2 separate regions of the Pan troglodytes genome follow, and region 2 is linked to region 1. The links are chromatin contacts, called in public Hi-C maps. All regions are on one chromosome and are shown on one strand. The core of a region is the stretch at or near the end of the contact, and the rest is flanking DNA. Distances in the headings are between cores, read along the strand shown. Region 1 overlaps BCL7A (BAF chromatin remodeling complex subunit BCL7A). Region 2 holds the start of LRRC43 (leucine rich repeat containing 43).

Region 1 (3,197 bases), core at 327-2,826:
CAGCTGATCCACCCACCTTAGCCTCCCAAAGTGCTGGGATTACAGGCGTGAGCCACCGTGCCCAGCCTGTTGTTGTCGTTTTTTGAGACAGTCTTACTCTGTCGCCCAGGCTGGAGTGCAGTGGCGTGATCTCGGCTCCCAATCCAGGAGGTGGTCCCGGGTTCAAACGATTCTCCTGCCTCAGCCTCCGAGTAACTGGGATTACAGGCATGCACCACCACGCCTGGCTAATTTTTGTATTTTTAGTAGAGACGGGGTTTCACCATGTTGGCCAGGCTGGTCTTGAACTCCTGACTTCAAGTGATCCGCCTGCCTTGGCCTCCCAAAGTGGTGGGATTATAGGTGTGAGCCGCCGCGCCCGGCCAGGGCTCCTAGTCTGAGGAGTAACAGTGTCAACCCTGCTCAGACTCCCTGGGAAGGAGGGTCTTGCTGTCCCGTTCCCCCGCCCTCTGTGTCCCAGCCTGTCCCAGGCCCTGCACTATCTTCTTCTTCTTCCCATCTTGCCTGCTTGCTTTTAAACTTAAGCGTGGGTTATTTTCCCCTTTGTTATTCCTCTGCCTCAGAAACCCCAGCAGGGAAGTCTTGGTCGCACAGGCATTCTCTAGGATTCGTTTCGTGTGTGCTTTTTAACATCAGGGTACCATGGTGTCCGGGCCTCGGGTAGGATTTTTGCTGCCCCTTCACGAGTGTCTGGCTCTGTGCCCAGTAAGCTTTAGGAAAAACCGCTGCCGCCACTGCCTCCTCCCAAGCTGCACCCACCCCCCCGCCCCATCCAGCCTGCACCTTCCTTCTGCTAAAGAAAACTTGGGGTGGAGCAGCAGGAAGACAGGCATGAGAAATCACCCAAATAACTGGGTTCATTCTACTGGCGATTCCTTGATGGAATGGTGTGCGGCCATCTTGTAAGCTGTGATATTTAAAGAACCTTTAAAGACATGAAGAATTCCTCCGAAATACCATATGACCCCCATTTGGGAAGAGGAGAAAATTTGTACGCATGGAGGGAGGGAAAACTGGAAAGACGGGAATTAATCCTCTAAAACATTAGTGGGGTGGTCCCTGGGTGGTGACAGGTGATTTTTAACTTTATTTTTTCTGTACTTTTCTGTTTCCTGCAATGGTCAGTCATTGCTCTAGCAATCGGAAAAATACCCTTATTATTGTTATTATTTTGAGACGGAGTTTCGCTCTGTCACCCAAGCTTTAGTGCAGTGGCGCGATCTCGGCTCACTGCAACCTCCGCCTCCCGGGTTCACGCCATCCTCCTGCCTCAGCCTCCCGAGTAGCTGGGACTACAGGCGCCCGCCGGCACCACGCCCGGCTAATTTTTTGTATTTTTAGTAGAGACGGGGTTTCACCGTGTTAGCCAGGATGGTCTCGATCTCCTGACCTCGTGATCCGCCCGCCTCGGCCTCCCAAAGTGCTGGGATTACAGGCCTGAGCCACCGTGCCCGGCCAAATACCCATATTATTAAGAGAAATGTTTAGAAAAGGTTAGGACGAAGCCACCTTGGCTGCGGGAGAGAGGAATTGACAGCCATGATTGTTGGTGCGCACTGCGGCCGCCAGGGGGTGCTGGGTGCACGCAGCACAGAGACTGCAGCCTCCTCCAGTCGCCTCCCAGGCCCTCAGCAGTTAAGTGTGCAGGAGAGGGTTGCAGACGCCAGGGTCCGTGTGTGACCTGGCTGCTGGAAACAGCGCCACTGAAAAATCAACAGGAGACTCCCCAGCCCTCCAGCCCCCCAGCTCATTGTAGCCTTCAAAGACCACTGGCCCCAAAACTACCCGATTCAAGGTATTTTTAGTATTTGGCCCCACCGGCCCCGCCTCTCACGTGTCTGAAAACAGCTCCTGTCGTCTTGCTTTTCCCTCAGATGCTTCTGATGAGCAGAATTCACAGTCCTCGATGGAACATTCGATGAACAGCTCAGAGAAAGTAGATCGGCAGCCGTCTGGAGACTCGGGTCTGGCCGCAGAGACGTCTGCAATCTCTCAGGTACCTCGCTCGAGGTCTCAGAGGGGCAGCCAGATCGGCCGGGAGCCCATTGGGTTGTCGGGGGTACGTTGAAAGGTGTTTCGTCATTGTGTTTTGTTGTTTTGTCGTTGGACCATTGGAACTGTCATTTGTCCATTGGGCTATGTCCATGAACACAGTCCTGGGCTCTGCCTTGGGCTCTGGGGCCGAGGGATAATGAGACTTGTGGCCTCTGCCCTCAAGGAGCCTCTGGGTCGGAGGAGGATGAAGGGACCTTGAACCCAGCCTCGGCTGCTGCGTTTTGTCTGTTCAGGTTCACACAAGCATTGCCTCATCTCAGTGATCCCCAGATCGGTGAGCTTTAGAGCTGGGAAGACAAGACTTCAGAAACCTAAGTGGTGGGGCCTCCGACGGAGCGGTGCTGCTGGCCCCACTTGCACTGCATGGGCCCCTCTCCAGGGCATCACTCTGTGTTGGAATCTGGTCTGAATGAGTCAGCACAGGTGCAGTGGGGCCCGGTGGTTAGGAGCAAACCTCCCAGAGTCGGGCCGAAGTTTGAATCCCAGCTCCCAAAATGGGATCACGGAACTGTCTTAGGGCCACCGTGAGGATTCGATGGGAGAACTTGGGGAGCAGACACAAGATGCAGAGGTGTCATTGGCCATGACCACTATTAGGATTTTTCACTGTAAATCCTCTAGACTTTTTTTCCTTCGAGACAGAGTCTCACTTTGTCACCCAGGCTGGAGTGCAGTGGCATGATCCCGGCTCAATCCAACCTCCACCTCCTGGATTCAAGCAATTCTCCTGCCTCAGCCTCCCAAGTAGGTGGGATTACAGGTGCCTACCACTCTGCCCGGCTGATTTTTGTATTTTTAGTAGAGATGGGTTTCACCATGTTGGCCAGGCTGGTCTCAAATTCCTGACCTCAAATGATCCACTCCCTCAGCCTCTCAACGTGCTGGGATTACAGGCGTGAGCCACTGCGCCTGGCAACTTCAAAATCTTTAAACCCTTTGATTGGCAGGTCCCTTTCCAGAAACTCACCCCGTGGAACCCCCTCCACATGCCCTAGCTCTAAGGGACTGCTTAGGGAAATCTGGGGTCTTGTCTGAGACAGACTAGGGCACAGCCGTCTAGAAGAGCATGGTTGTGCCTTCCAGGTTCTGATAAACATTCTTGCGGCGTGCAGTGAGAAAAGCAAGCTGCAGATCCGCAGGCG
Region 2 (3,172 bases), core at 170-2,669, 130 kb after region 1:
GATCTCGGCTCACTGCAACCTCCGCCTCCTGGGTTCAAGCGATTCTCCTGCCTCAGCCTCCGAAGTAGCTGGGACTATAGGCATGTGTCACCACGCCTGGCTAATTTTTGTATTTTTAGTAGAGACGGGGTTTCGCCATGTTGATCAGGCTGGTCTCGAACTCCTGACCTCAGGTGATCCACCCACCTAAGCCTCCCAAAGTGCTGGGTTTACAGGGGTGAGCCATCGCGCCCAGCCTAATTTTTCTAATAACAGTAAAGTTGTCCCGATATCGTATAGTCAAAAAGAATGAGAGATGTTAATGTGTTCCTCCAAAATTCATTTGTCAGAACCTGATGCTCAGTGTGATAGTATTAAAACGTGGGGCCCTTTGGGAAGTGATTAAGTTTGGGGGCTCCTCAGGAATGGGATCAATGTCCTTATAAAAGAAGCTTCATGGCTGGGTGTGATGGCTCACGCCTGTAATCCCAACACTTTGGGAGGCTGAGGCCAGTGGATTGCCTGAGCCCAGGAGTTTGAGACCAACCTGGGCAACATGGTGAAACTCCATCTCTACTAAAATACAAAAAATTAGGCTGGGTGCGGTGGCTCACGTATGTAATCCCAGCACTTTGGGAAACCGAGGTGGGTGGATCACCTGAGGTCAGGAGTTCGAGACCAGCCTGGCCAACATGGTGAAACCCCGTCTCTACTAAAAATACACATTAGCGGGGCGTTGTGGCAGGCGGTTGTAATCCCAGCTACTCGGGAGGCTGAGGCAGGAGAATCGGTTGAACCTGGGAGGTGGAGGTTGCAGTGAGCCGAGATCGCGCCATTGCACTCCAGCCTGGACAACAAGAGTGAAACTCGGTCTCAAAAAAAAAAAAAAGCCGGAAGTGCTCATGCGCGCCTGTAATCCCAGCTACTCGGGAGGCTGAGGCAGGAGAGTCGCTTGAACCCGGGACACGGAGATTGCGGTGAGCTGAGATCTCGCCACTGGACTCCAGCCTGGGCGACAGAGCGAGACTCTGTCTCAATAAAATAAAATAAATAAAAAATTTTAAAAATGAGGTCTGGGTGATTAAACAGTTATACAGGTGGACAGTGATAAAACCCCTGACTCCAGGGTTAGAGAGACCACCCTGGAACCCATTGGCTGGTTGGAGTCGAGATGTTTGACCTTGGGCCCTCTTCTCCTTTCTCCATCTGTCAGATGGGTATAGGATGACTTTCCGTGGGGAGTGCTTGACAGGAGCTAAGAAACAGGTCAGCTATGGCGCTTACTGCCTGCGGGAGCTGCCGCACTTAGAACCACCAGCTGTTATCCCATTTTTATAGATGAGGGCAGAAGAGAAAACGCAGGTGGTTGGGGCCAGGCTGTCTGATCCGGACGGGGGACTTTTTCCTCGGGGCAGGTGAGCGCGCCTGGAGAGGCCCCTGCCCCCGCGCACGCGTCCTGGCGGTTGCCGGGCAACGCGGCCCGGGCCATGGAGGCGTCCTACGAGTCCGAGTCCGAGTCCGAGTCTGAGGCCGGGCCTGGGACTCAGCGGCCCGGGACCGGGACCGTGAGCGCGGCCGTGCGCGAGCACTTGCGGAAGCTGTGTCTGCGGGAGTTCCCGTGCGGTGCCGGCAGCTGGGTGCGGGCGCCGGGGCCAGAACTCTGGGGGCCTGGACCGGCTGCGGGGAGGCACGGGCCCGGGCGAGCGGAGCGGGCTGGTCCCTGGGGCCTGGGATCTGCGCATGTGGGGGGCCACCGACATGGGGGCGGGTGGGGCTTGAGGGTGACGGTGAGGCCCGAGTCGCGGGCACTGCGCGGGGAGGAGAGCGGGGCCCGTCCTGAGCACATCAGCTGACCTGGGCTGGGGCCTCTCCCTGACTTGAAGACGCCAACACCCCAGATTTCCAGTGGGCAGGCTCCTTTTGGGGTGAAAAGCTTTTGTTTTGGGCAAAGAGTTCCACAACTTTTCCCAGCCTCCGAGCATTTAATAAGAGCCTGAGGCAGTGTGAGAGGTGGCTCAGCCTGAAGCCTGCGACCTTGAGTCCAGGAGAAGGGGTTACCCCCCGTCCCGCCTCCCTGTCTCCAGAGTCCTAGACCCTTCCCTCCCGTGGCTTCAACCACGAGGGGCGCCCAGGTGTGGCCCAGGAAGGCTTACTGCCCAGGCTGGAGCATAGTGACGCGATGTCGACTTACTGCAACCTCCGCCTCCCACCCAAGTAGCGGGGATTACAGGCACCCGCCACCATGCCCGGCTAATTATTGTATTTTTAGTAGAGACAGGATTTCACTATGTTGCCCAGGCTGGTCTCAAACTCCTGACCTCAAGTGATCCACCTGCCTTTTTAAAAGGAATGGCACCTTTTAATTATTTTGTATCTCACCTCATCTGTAGTTATATCCATGGCTAATAATCCATCAAAATTATTGATTATTCACTGTCTAGATTTTTTTTTTTTTTTTTTTTGAGACGGAGTCTCGCTCTGTCACCCAGCCTGGAGTGCAGTGGCGTGATCTCGGCTCACTGCAACCTCCGCCTCCCGGGTTCAAACGATTCTCCTGCCTCAGCCTCCCGAGTAGCTGAGACTACGGTTGCGTGCCACCACGCCCGGCTAATTTTTTGTATTTTTAGTTGAGACGGGGTTTCACCATGTTAGCCAGGATGGCCTCGATCTCTTGACCTCATGATCCGCCTGCCTCAGCCTCCCAAAGTGCTGGGATTACAGGCATGAGCCACCGCACCTGGCCTACTCTCTAGATTTCTAAACTCTATCCCTAATCTTCCAGTTTTATGATCTGTTCTGTTTTGAGAGTTTGGTGTCCTTAAGGGGGCTGTGTCACACCTACAGAAAACCCCTCCTCTGCCACTGCAGAATAAGTCGCGCTTTCTTCCTCAAACTTGGCGAACTTGGAGGGAGCTTGTCCCCAGAGAGGAGGATGTGGTGAGCCCCGGAGAGGAGACGGTGGAGGCCCTGCTGGGCCTGGTCCGCAGCCGCCACTCCCCCTGGGCTCTGCTGAACAACTCGAATGCAGAAGACAGTTTCCTGAGAGAATTGGCCATCCGGAACCCGCTGACGATCACAGACACCTTCTTCTACTCCTACTTCCGGTCCCTGCGGGTAGTAGACAAGAAGGTCAGTGCTGGGCACGTGGTAGGTGATGTTAGGGTGGCCGCTCCCCTAAGGGAGGTTGTGGGGA

The links. Hi-C and Micro-C count contacts between places; a contact is called where the count stands out from the background.
Region 2: a contact with region 1 is called in a Hi-C map of stem cell-derived neural progenitor cells, with 5 times the contacts expected there. The contact joins the promoter of LRRC43 here to the enhancer-like site in region 1. A contact is called at or near these places in 3 of 7 Hi-C or Micro-C datasets (blood, induced pluripotent stem cells and stem cell-derived neural progenitor cells).

Annotation. Positions count from the first base shown.
Region 1 is chr10:128,888,940-128,892,136 of NHGRI_mPanTro3-v2.0_pri, forward strand. It overlaps BCL7A (BAF chromatin remodeling complex subunit BCL7A), which reads left to right. Exons shown (of 6, transcript XM_016924434.4): 5 at 1,875-1,996. Among named protein-coding and RNA genes, the nearest start is that of MLXIP, 24 kb to the right of the region's middle. Within about 2 kb of position 1,577, at least 5 of the 24 cell types and tissues checked have an H3K27ac peak or open chromatin away from gene starts, as enhancers often do. A contact at or near this core is called in stem cell-derived neural progenitor cells, where this site is marked.
Region 2 is chr10:129,017,210-129,020,381 of NHGRI_mPanTro3-v2.0_pri, forward strand. It overlaps LRRC43 (leucine rich repeat containing 43), which reads left to right and starts at 1,420. Exons shown (of 12, transcript XR_010148167.1): 1 at 1,420-1,616; 2 at 2,848-3,108.